Linked DNA regions of Pan troglodytes: region 1 is linked to region 2. The links are chromatin contacts, called in public Hi-C maps. All regions are on one chromosome and are shown on one strand. The core of a region is the stretch at or near the end of the contact, and the rest is flanking DNA. Distances in the headings are between cores, read along the strand shown. Region 1 has its middle 170 kb from the start of BCOR. Region 2 has its middle 160 kb from the start of MIR3937.

What was found. A called contact is a pair of places that touch in the nucleus more often than the background predicts.
Region 1: a Hi-C map of stem cell-derived neural progenitor cells shows a contact between it and region 2, with 2.3 times the contacts expected there. The contact joins two enhancer-like sites. A contact is called at or near these places in 2 of 7 Hi-C or Micro-C datasets (induced pluripotent stem cells and stem cell-derived neural progenitor cells).

What each region holds. Positions count from the first base shown.
Region 1 is chrX:40,431,824-40,437,491 of NHGRI_mPanTro3-v2.0_pri, forward strand. No RefSeq gene overlaps it. Among named protein-coding and RNA genes, the nearest start is that of BCOR, 170 kb to the right of the region's middle. Within about 2 kb of position 2,553, at least 3 of the 24 cell types and tissues checked have an H3K27ac peak or open chromatin away from gene starts, as enhancers often do. A contact at or near this core is called in stem cell-derived neural progenitor cells, where this site is marked.
Region 2 is chrX:40,244,717-40,250,107 of NHGRI_mPanTro3-v2.0_pri, forward strand. It overlaps the pseudogene LOC129138670. Among named protein-coding and RNA genes, the nearest start is that of MIR3937, 160 kb to the left of the region's middle. Within about 2 kb of position 1,890, at least 10 of the 24 cell types and tissues checked have an H3K27ac peak or open chromatin away from gene starts, as enhancers often do. A contact at or near this core is called in stem cell-derived neural progenitor cells, where this site is marked.

The sequences.
Region 1 (5,668 bases), core at 1,303-3,802, 190 kb after region 2:
AGCGAGGGTGCCCTGGCAGCGCGACCGAGGCCAACTACCCCTGGGGACCCTCCCGAGGCTCCCCGCACCCTGCACACCCTCAAGATCGCCAAGGCGAGCCCACCGCACCCCACAGCGCGTCCCAAGGGCACCACAGCCGAGGAAGCGACTTTTGCGGTAGCGAAAGGGTGGCAGTACCCAGCTCCACGCGCTGCAAGACTCTAGCAGCCGCGCCTCACCCCAAAACTCTGCCCCTAGCCAGCACAGCTCCCCTAGCGCCCCAAATCCCAGGTGTGCCTGTTTCCCTGGAGTCCCGCCGGCGTGCTTTGCTATTCGCAGCTCGACGCCTAGACCTCCTGACTGCAACCTCCGAGGCCTTTGCGCTCCCAGGCGTCCTTTGCTGCAAGCAAACAGGCCCCCAACCGCCCCCTATGGTTTGTACTCTTCTGGAAGGTGTCTTTGGCGCTGTGAATGCAAACTCAGGCTTTGGATTAAGGGCTTCATTTTCAACTAACTGTGTGATTTGAGGCCAGTTTCTTAACCTCAGTTTCTTTATCTACAAAATGGGAGGGATATTCGTATAAGTGTGGCTACGAGGTTTAAAGAAGATATAGTTATATGTCAAATGCTTAGCACAAAGTCCTGGTGGTTAGCATTATTATTACCATATGGCCAGAACTGTGAGGACATTAAAAGTGAAGTAGGCTTTTTCCCACCAGGGGTAAGCCTCGCGGAGTCCTAGGACACATCCCACAAACCGAGGTGAACCCAAGCCACCGGCTACGTCTGAAGGGAGGACAGACGAGACGAGGGGCAGCCAACTGAGCGAATCACTCTGCCTTCCGCCTTTGCAAATGAATAGGGCTCTGTCTACAGCTTCCGCCATTCCTACGCCAGATCTGCAACGCCTAAGGCTTAAACTTGGCGCGGCGGTAAATTTAGCCTGAAGGCAGCGGCTCCTAAGGGGCGGGGATGTCTCCTTGGAAGAAGGAAAGGGAACAGGGTAAGAAAATGGAGTTGCCTCTAGGAAGAAGAATCAGGGAGAGGAAACATTCAGGGCCGCTGGCGGACCACTGACAAAAAGAAATCGGACGCAAAAGAAACCTCCCCAGAAGAAACTGGGCCACCGTGGGAGCCGTGCGAGACAGACTTCCCATCTGGGAAGGGCTGCCTACGGGTAATTGGGTTTGCTCGAGTTGCCTCTATAATTAATAAGTGATTTGACTTGGAGATTGGAAATAGTCATGAAAGGAAGCCGCGGGCGTAGGGGTGTGAGGCCCAGGAGCCTCCCTCCGAAATCCAAAGACCGCGGAGGAGGACGGTTTAAGGAACAGGACGAATGTGATAATATTGGCATCTAACCTTCTAGTGTTTGAGTAATTCGTTGCTTAGCTACTTTGGATAGGCCATTATTTTGCAAACTGGAAACATTTGCAAGTGGTGATATTTTGCTCTTGCCTGACGCAGGGGCTGCAAACCTACGCCGGCTCTGCTGAACTCTTCGAAATATATATGCATAAATTGTTCCTAATGAGACCATCTGTTTTTTATGGCCCCTCTGGAAGCAGGAGGAACCCGAAGCCTGCTCCGTCTTGCAGAAATCTGTGGCCAGGCAGGCCTGGGAAATAAATAGGGGAGATTAGAACGGTGTGCGTGATTTAACAATACGCAGAACGGCAAGTTCGGTGGTCGAGATGTGTGCCTTGATTCCCAGGGGTGCGGGTCATTTAGGATGACTCCAGACATGGGGGTTCCTCCTAGGAGGCCCAGGGACTTTGCGGAGTTCCACGGCACACACGAACCTCGTTTTTCCATATCTGGAACATCGCCAGAGCCACAACGCGAAACCACGAGCCTGTAGCTGCTCTGGGGACCCAAAACAAGCACCCAGGTTGTAGGTGGTCCCCGACGTCGCCCACTATCTAGGGCCTCCTTCTACGGTGGTGAAGGGAGCTGAACCTGGGCCACAGAGGCAGAGAACGAGCATCACTCCACCCCATACCCGGGTCAGAGCACAGAGCTCATTCCGGGCCTATCCCAAAGGCTGAGCTGCTCCGCGAGCGTCTGGCAGGCCCAGCGCCCCGGCCTGAGACCGCACTGAGGGTGGCAGGGCAAACACTTTTCACATTACCGCGTGGCTGTTAATTGGGGCAGTGCAAAAGACGCCGCGGCTACCCCTTTGCGGCGGGGGGGGAGGGGGGAGTGGGTCAGGAGTGGGCAGTGGGGGCTGCTTATAATAGAGGGACTGCCCTGGGGAGCCTCAGATATCGGTAACCCCCATGATTAATTCATAACTCTCCACTGCGCCTGGCACCATCTCGGGTCTTTAATCGGTTCTGAATGTCAGCTAGGCTTCCCCGACAGCCTGAGCACTGCCTTTTGAATGTGTTGAAAGTCGCTGCGCGCACACCAGGAGACAAAGTTGCCATCTGCTCCGGGGACCAAGGCAACTGGGCGCTGGGAGGGGCCTTCCTCCCGCGGCTCCCGCTGCCCCGGGCGGCCTCCTCTTCCCGGCCTGCCCCAAAGCCAACACTGTCACCCGGAACGTCCCCGCCCCCCGCCCCGGGCGCATGCATGGTGGAAACTCCGGCTTGCAGCGAAACAGAGCGCTGCGCGCGGGCGCGCAGGGAGCCTCGCGGTCACCCAGACCGAGGCCTATGCTAATGAGATTATAGGCCAGGGTTGTTTGTGTGCGCGGACGTCAAAGGGGGGGGCGCAGATAAAGTGTGGAAACCGGGATGACTTGGAGGGGGGAGGGGCAGGCAGGAGGGGGGAAGCCCCAGGAGAACAAAGCTCCTGGCCGTCGGCCTCCAAAGAGTCGCAGAAGTGACCGCCACTGGCTCGTGCACAGGCGGAAGCGGGGGAGGGCGGGGGATGCCAGGCCTAAAGCGCCTCGTGGGTTTAGAGAACTCAGAGAGGGCACCGGGTGGGGGTGGGAGGAAGGCTCAACCCGTAGCTAAATGTTTGGCCTTTGGCTATTTTTTTAAGGAAACGAATCTCAGGGAGGTCGGGGCGCGGGGGGTGGGGGCATCATCGCGCCTCGGAGATGGGAAGCGAGTTCCCCTCCGCTTTCTGGGAAAAGCCTTGTCCCCCTTCTTTCCCCTCCCCCCATCCTGCTGAGGGTTTGCGTTGACCCATCTCTCCGCTCGGGACCGGCAGGAGGACGGAGCCGCAGGGGGCTGACCACGGCCCAGAGGCGGCCCAGGGGTCGCGCTGCTGCCGGCCTGCGCTTCCGCACTCCCGGGTTCGGTGCGTCGCCTCTCGCGGCAGCGCCTCGCTTCTTCCAGACTGTAATTCCACACTCCCGCAAGCGCTGGGGCTGCGGAATCGTTTGAGGGAGTTGGAACTGCATCAGATGAGCACGCCGGGAGGTGAGATCGGGTAGGAAATAGCCGAAACTTTGAGTTGTGCGCCACCCCACCCCCCCAACACACACACACAGGCGCGCGCGCACACACACACACACACACATTTACCCTCCCCCTTCCCAGCCGCCACCTCCCCCACCCTCTCGATTCTTCAAGGTTTGCAGCCCAGTCCTGTCATATGGTTTTGTTTCTGTGCTGCTGTTTTTTTTCAGACACGAAAATTGGACACGTGGAGAATTAGCCCTGCTGGAGAAGCGCTGGGTGCAGACTCAAACAATGGTTTCCAGCGCCGAAGCTGAGGCAGCACCTTCCCCACCTCCACCCTCAAATGGCAGCTGCCTCTATATACAGCGGGCACACCCCTTCACTACCCACCCCCTCCCCCAAAGCCTGGTTAGGGACCTATGTGGGCTGCACGCTCTGGAGCCCCTTGCCCGGACACAAACCCTAGGTGGGCCTGGGCTGCCCGCTGAGTAGGTCATTGCGCCTGGGATCCCCTGGGATTTAGAAGTATAGGGCTCTCTATTTTTCCCTAGGAAGGTCCTGTCTCAAAGATACCACCCCCAAAAATTAATGTGTAAAAACCCAACCAAGCTCCAGTCTCTGTGTCCTTTGGCAAATCTATCTTTCCTAGGGCATACTTTCCTAAGCTGCTGGGACCTTGCCCCCCATCTGATGAGCCATACGCAGGTGGTCTGGCCTCTTCAGAGCAGCTTCCTTTAGTTATTGTCTTCTCTAGAGGCCCCATCCTCCACGGCAGCCCTAATCTTAGCCCCCCAGCCTCTCTGAGCCCCCACCCCACCCCCACACTGCGCTGAGCTGGCAGCAGCCACAGCTCCCCCAGGCAGTTCCTCTCTCACTGCGCGGCCTGTGCATCTCGCTGGGGCACACACTCCGCACAGAAGCTCCCTCGCCTCCTGGAGCTGGTTTCCTCTTACAGGCTCCCCTTAGAGCTGCTGGGGCTGTGACAACGCCTGCATCTCTGAGTCTCCCTGCAGCGCTGCGAGCTGTGAATCTGCCTTCTCTTCCCTTCCTGCAAAGGTCAAGCTGCCTCCTTCTCTCGCAGGGCCACAGTTCAGTTCTGGCCTGCAGAGCTTCTACACTGCAACTTGAATATGGGAATGGGGTGGGCATCGTGCAAGGGAGCAGTCACACTCAAGCCAGGAGGCAGGGACAAAAGGGTGTGCGATTCAGGGAGGGAAACACTGAGGACAGCCCTCAGAAAGCAGTGCAGGATTTGCAGCTAAAGACTCAAAAGAGGGAGAGAAAACGAGGAAAAGGCTGTTATTAGGTCGTGAGTCCTGAAGTGTAGGCCTTTCTCCTCCCACCCCCTGGGTTGCCCTAGGGGAAGGCCAGAAGAGGCCTCAGGTGTCTGCACTGTGTCCTGTGCAGTTCCTAGGGCCATGCACTTCCGGTGAGGCTGCTCTTTACTCCAAGCAGGAGTCAGAAGCATGGAATTCAGTGGCCGCAGGAGCTCAAGTCGGCTGCAGCCCTTTCAAAGAGGGACCCCGAAGAGGCCTTTCTGCCACCCCAGCCCCAGAGAGGCTATGACGCTCTACAAGCAGCAGAGAGAATGATACGGAGAAAAATGAGAGGAAACGCTATTAAACTTGCTTCCTCTAAAGAGCGCTACCCACCGTTTTCTCTGAACTGTACCTAAAAAGTCAGGAGAGAACTCGTTAACTTTTGTTTGGTTTAACATTGCCAGCTTCAAGTCAACCGTAGGCCCCCCGAAGGTTTTGTAAAATATTTAATCTAGCTCAGACAATTTCCTGCAGTCCCTAACCAGACCACCCCACTTACTGAGCCGCTGCCAAAAAGGATGCTTGACTGCAGACTGGCAACCAGAGGCCTTCCAGTCGCCTGGCTGGCCTTGACCTCCACTCGAGGCGCCAGGAAAGACCCTTCCCGGAATCCCGAGAGACCAAGACCTGGGTAACCCTGGAGGTCTAAACCCGTGAGGAAGCCCAAGAAATGGAGTTAAAGACCCTTTTCGCACAACCGATTGTTGTCTGTGTGACCTTCTGCGGCCCTTGCCCTCTCTGAACCCTCTAAAATGGGCATGAGGATGTCTCACCTTCCTCTGGGTGTTATGCATTTTGAAGCGTGGGCACTATGGGAGAGGCTGACGCTCTGTGTTCCCCAGCGCCCTCCACTCCCACCCCTTCACTGTTTTCTTCGACATTATCTCCCTAGAGAACACAGCAAGCAGGAGCGGGATCCTTCGACTCGGCTGAGTCTCAACTCCTTCCAAACGTGAGGCTGACGGGGAGAACTCCTGCTCTGCCCAGTTTCCATTCCCGCCTCCAGAATAACGAGCC
Region 2 (5,391 bases), core at 640-3,139:
GCAAGTACAGAAGGGATGTGGGCCTGGCCCAAGACCACTGAGCTATCCAGTCATTGATTCCATTATTCCACAAAGATGTGGTAGCCACCTACTCCGTGCAGATGGCTACTGTGTGCCCAAGGGGGCCATGGGTCTCCTGAGGACCAGACGGGCTTCAGCAGGAAGACCTTGCTGCCCATCTCTCCCACCCAGCCTTGGTGATTCTCAAAACCGAGGGGCAACATTCCAGATCAACCCCACTTGGTCCTGAGGAAGAGAGAAATGGTCAGGGGCGGAGGGTGGGGGAGGTCTCAGGACAAATAATATAATCCCAGTGACTCCCCCGACACTTCTCCTGCACTATCACCTCACAAATACGTGCACTCACACGTGCACACACGCACAACCACACAGCCATCTTTGGCATCATTAATAATTTATCTTTGAAGAAGCCTGTACAGTTTACAAATATTAAAGCATTATCTCACTATTTTAATCACGACTGCTTTGGGGTATTCTCGTTCTTTCTGATAATGAAGCTAGGCTCCGAGATCAAACTTCAACAAGGTCAAAGGGATGGCAGGTGGTTCTTAACCTTTGGGACTGTCTCAGATCCCTTTAAGAACTCTCCCCTCGGTAAAATGCATCTACCCAGAATTTTGCCCACTCTTTCAGGGGTTTGCAGTCCCTACTTCAAGCCCTTGCAGGGCTCCGCCTCCCCACCCCAGTCCCGGTGCGGCTGAGTTGGACCGGGCAGCCGCAGGATAAAATCCAGAGAGGAGTCCGTGTGACGGCGCAGCAGGATTAAGAAATCTCCCAGACCAGGATGGGCACAGAAATGGTTAAGGGGGTGGAGGGTTTTGTTTTTCACCTCTGAGGACTCTGTTATGGGTCATTAAGAACACAAGACCGAACGAGCATTCCATTTGCTGGGCCTGCCTCTAGCGCACAGCTCTGCTTCCCGACAAGATAAGTCCTGTGCAGGAAGGAAATCCTGGGCCCAGGGAGGCAGATGGGAAATCACCCCAGATAAGGCGGCTGCTCCGAGTGCTGGAGTCACACAGGGCCTTTCTGCTGCAAGAATGGCACTGCCGAGAGTCTGCGTTTCTTGCCAGCTAAGGAGGAGGAGGCTCTTCGGAGGCGTCTCCTAACACATTGCCGTTCTAGGCAGCTCTGCAAGGGGAACCCCCCAACGGGGGTGCAGCACCGTGCCTCCAAGTGAAGGAGAGGCCCTCGGGTTCCCGGAGTCTGGAGAGGTGGCCTCCAGCGGTGCCCCGGCCGCCTCCGGCTAGGCCCGCACACAGTTTACCCCCACCCAGGCCTCCTGGCACCCCCGCCCCGCATCCACCACCCAGGTGGTACCTGTGCCCGCGCAGGTGAGGAAAAAGGCCTGTGGAAAACATCATTACTGATAAATAACAGTTCCTTTCAGGTTTAATGACACGTTGCATCCATCCTAAATCTCTCAAAAAAAAAAAAAAAAGAAGAAGAAGAAGAAAAGAAAAAAAAGAAAGAAAAAGATAAAAGCCCTCTCGAGGGACTGCGCCTCGCGCCTGTAAATAGGAACGACAGGCCGGGGCGCGCGCCGAGGCGGGCGCACGGCTTGGAGCGGGCGTGTAAATTAACCGGGGGCCGCAGAGTGAATACATTGCACGCGGTATTTATTATGCGGCCGGACCTCCGAGGGGTTCTCCGGCTCCCGGACGTGGCAAATCTTGTCCGGAGCGCCGCTGGCCGCGCTGCCAAGGGCTAGGACGAGAGGACCCGTGGCGGGGGGCGGGGGGCTTCTCCTCCAGTCCCCGGGAGCCCCGGGGCAGCCCCCTTACAGCAGCGGCAGTGGGGAGGGTTTAGGCGAGGAGAGACGCGGCCCCGGGCGCCGCTCGGGCTAGGGGCCGGGCGGGGAGGGCGGGGCGGTGGGAGCGGGCGGCGCGCCCGGCCCCTTAGCATTCCGCCGGCGCGCCCGCCATCGCCGCGTGCGCCCCCGCGCCCCACTGTAATTACCCCGATTACCAAATGAATCTCGCGCTTTTGTGCTCGCCGGGCGGTGGGTGCGGGGAGGCAGTTCTAATAGTTGTCATTAGGGCCGGGGGAGGCGGGGCGCCGGGGGCTGAGGGTGGGAGCGCGGGGGTGGGGGAGGCCCGCCATTCCCTCGCTGGCTCGCTTGTTCGCAGGCGGTCCCAGGCGGCGCGCAGGCCGCTGCTGGCTGCTGAGTAATGATTTTTTTTCTAATTGGAGGCGAACAGCGGCCCTAATGGATGGAGCCGCTCTCGGCGCGTTCGCTGCGCCCGCCCTTCGATCAATACGGCTCGCTGAGACCGCCGGGCCGCGCTCCCCGGCCCTTTGTGGTCAGAGATGCCTCGGGGGCCCCAATCCCCGCCACCACCACCGGCCCCCCATGCTGCCTCAGCCTCGCCCGGGGAGTTCCCAGCCCCGCCACTCCGAGACACCACCCCTCCTCCGGCCTACCCCCACCCCGGATACTCCAACCCCAGGCTCCTTCCCGCACCCCCGCGCCCGAGTTCCCCTCTCGGAACACTCTTACTCCAGCTCCCCCAACACTGCCCCCGCGTGTCCCCGCCGTCCCGAGCCCTCCATCCCTTCTTGTCCTCACACTATGCCCAGTAGCCTGGTCCCCGTGGCCTTTCAGACAGGGTGGGTTAGCAGGGAGGTGTACGGGAGGGCAGACCCGGGATTGCCACCCTCACCCCTTCTCCGTGACCGCGTTTCTGCCAAGCGCCCCAGGCCGGGAGGAGAGCCGGGCACAGGCGACAGCCTCCGAGAGTTTACGCCGGCTGGTCCGGGAAGGGTTCGCTGAGTCCAATTAAATCCCCACGTTCTTTCCTTCTTGAGCCCGCTCCATCTCGGACTGGCTCCAACTGGGACCCTTCGGCTTTTTGAAGGTACAGAAACTTGCGAGCACAGACACACTCCCTGGGGGCACCAGTTTCCAAGAAGCCCTCTGGAATGTTTAGCTCAGAAACCGGACAGCATGCACAAGTCCTCCTAGGTCAGGGGTCAAATGTGCCCTCTGTTTTGCAGGCCCTTCGTGCACTGCTTCTAACTAGCTGGTGACCTTGGACAACGACTCAGTGCCTGAGGGACTCTTTTTCTTACACCTTACAGAAGTTTATCCAGCTCTACAAGCTAGGCGGCTGGGATACAACATTAAAAGGAATGGTCAAACCTTCCCACTCCTTCCTGCAGTTTACAGACTTTCCTCCTTCCACCCTGCGGAGAGCGGCTCCTAGGAGGCCCAAGCTGCTCCACCTACCCTCCTTCCTTCATCTGCTCACTTTCTGTTGCTGGCTGTGATTCCTGCATAACATTTAGCATCACCTAACATAATAAACACTTGCTTGGTTTTTTTCTTTGTTTGTTTTTTGAGACGGAGTTTTGCTCTTGTCGCTCAGGCTGGAGTGCAATGGCGCGATTTCAGCTCACTGCCACCTCCTTCTCCCAGATTCAAGCAATTCTCCTGCCTTGGCTGGGATTACAGGAGCGCCCCCCCACCGCCCCACCACCACCACGCCAGGCTAATTTTTGTATTTGTAGTAGAGATAGGGTTTCTCCATGTTGTCCAGGCTGGTCTCAAACTCCTGACCTCAGGTGATCCACCCACCTTGGCCTCCCAAAGTGCTGAGATTACAGGCGTGAGCCACCGCACCCAGCCAACACTTGCTTGTTTGTTTATTGTGATTCTTCCCCCACTACTATGTCATCTCCACAAGGACTGGGATTTTTATCCATTTTGTATCCTCAGCACCTAAAACAGAGCTTGGAACATAATAGGTATTCAGTAAATATTAGCTGCATGAACAAATTGAAACAATTTGAACCTGGTGAAACCTCTTCCTCTCCTGCCCTGAGAAAGGATAAGACTTCGGCTTTTCACTTCTTGGACTCTGTGGCATATTGTGTTTTCCAAATAATGGCCACAGCAATGTTTCTGGTCCCACATGCTATTCCAGCACCGTGCCTCTACCCCCTTCAAGAGAAGTCTCTTTCCCCTCCACTTGAACCTGGGTGGGTCTTTGTGACTGTCTCCACGAATAGAATGTAGCCACATACATCCTAGTCTAAGTCATAAATGATTGCATGGCTTCCTTCTCTCTTTTTCTCTTGGGACTGTCACCCTTGCAACCCATCCACCATGTTGTAAGGGAGCCCAGACCACATGAAGAGGTCAAGTGTAGGTGTTCCAGCCAATAGCCCTAGCTAATGTCCTAGCCACCACCTAGCACCAGCCACCAGATAGGTGAAAGAGCAAGCCTTCGAATGATTCCAATCCCGGCCTTTGAGCCACCCCAGTTGATGCCAAGTTGCATCACCATTCAAGCTACCCAGCTGACACTGAGTGAAGCACAAATTATCCCTGCTGAGTACAGCCAAGTAGCAGATTCATGAACAAACTAAATGTTGATATAAGTCACTAAGTTTTGGGGTAGTTTGCTACCCAATAGATAGCTGAATCCCCCATTCCACTGACTTCTCTCCAGTCCTCTATTACCTAGGCACACCACAAACCTCCTTGTCACAGTACACAGAGTGAACTCTCTTCTGAGGCCCTAAGCTCTGTGCTCCATCCCTGCAGCCACCTTTTTGAGGATCCTCAGCTCCCCTGTCCCAGTAGCACAGCCTGGATAAACATCAGCCCACTATAAATCCAACAGGCCCTCCTGCCCTCCTCTAGGCTTGCTCCCAGGAGGCCCAGCCCAGCAGGAGGAAATCACTCAGCCTTGCTAAGCAGTAGCACCACCACCAGCCCTGCGAATCCTGCATCTTCCTGCTCAGCTCTCGACACACAGTTACTTCCCTCATTCTCCACTCAGCTGACTTCAGCCCCACACTCCACTTCACAGAGACCATGACCTCCCCCACCCCAGCATGTTGCCATCACACGTCTGTCCACAGCATCCTGTCTGCCTACCCTCTGGTTCCAGGTGTCTTTCCACCCATCTAGAGGCCAATCCCACTCTTGGGCTGTGGATGCTAGCTGCTCCAACTCTAGGGCAGCGCTGCACAACAGTTGCAGTGATGGAACTGTTCCATCTCTGTGCTGTCCAATAGAATAGCCACTAGCCACCTGTGACTACTGAGCACTTAAAATGTGGTCAGTACCACCAAGGGGATAAATTATTTTATCTTAGTTCATTTAGGTAGCTGAACGCTGCTAGTGGCTACTGTATTGTATAGTGCAACTCCAGAGATTAGTCCTGCCCTCTCCCAGGTCCTCGGCTTCACCCTCCCCATCAGCCATTTACAAGTCCTTCTCTCTCATCTCCTGCTACCTCCCACTCCACCCCCACCCACCCCCACTGCATTTTTCTCTGGTCCTTCACAGCCAAACTTCTTCATGGATTTGTCGCCACTGCCTCTTCTCCCATACCCGCACCTTGTCCACACCCTAGGTCT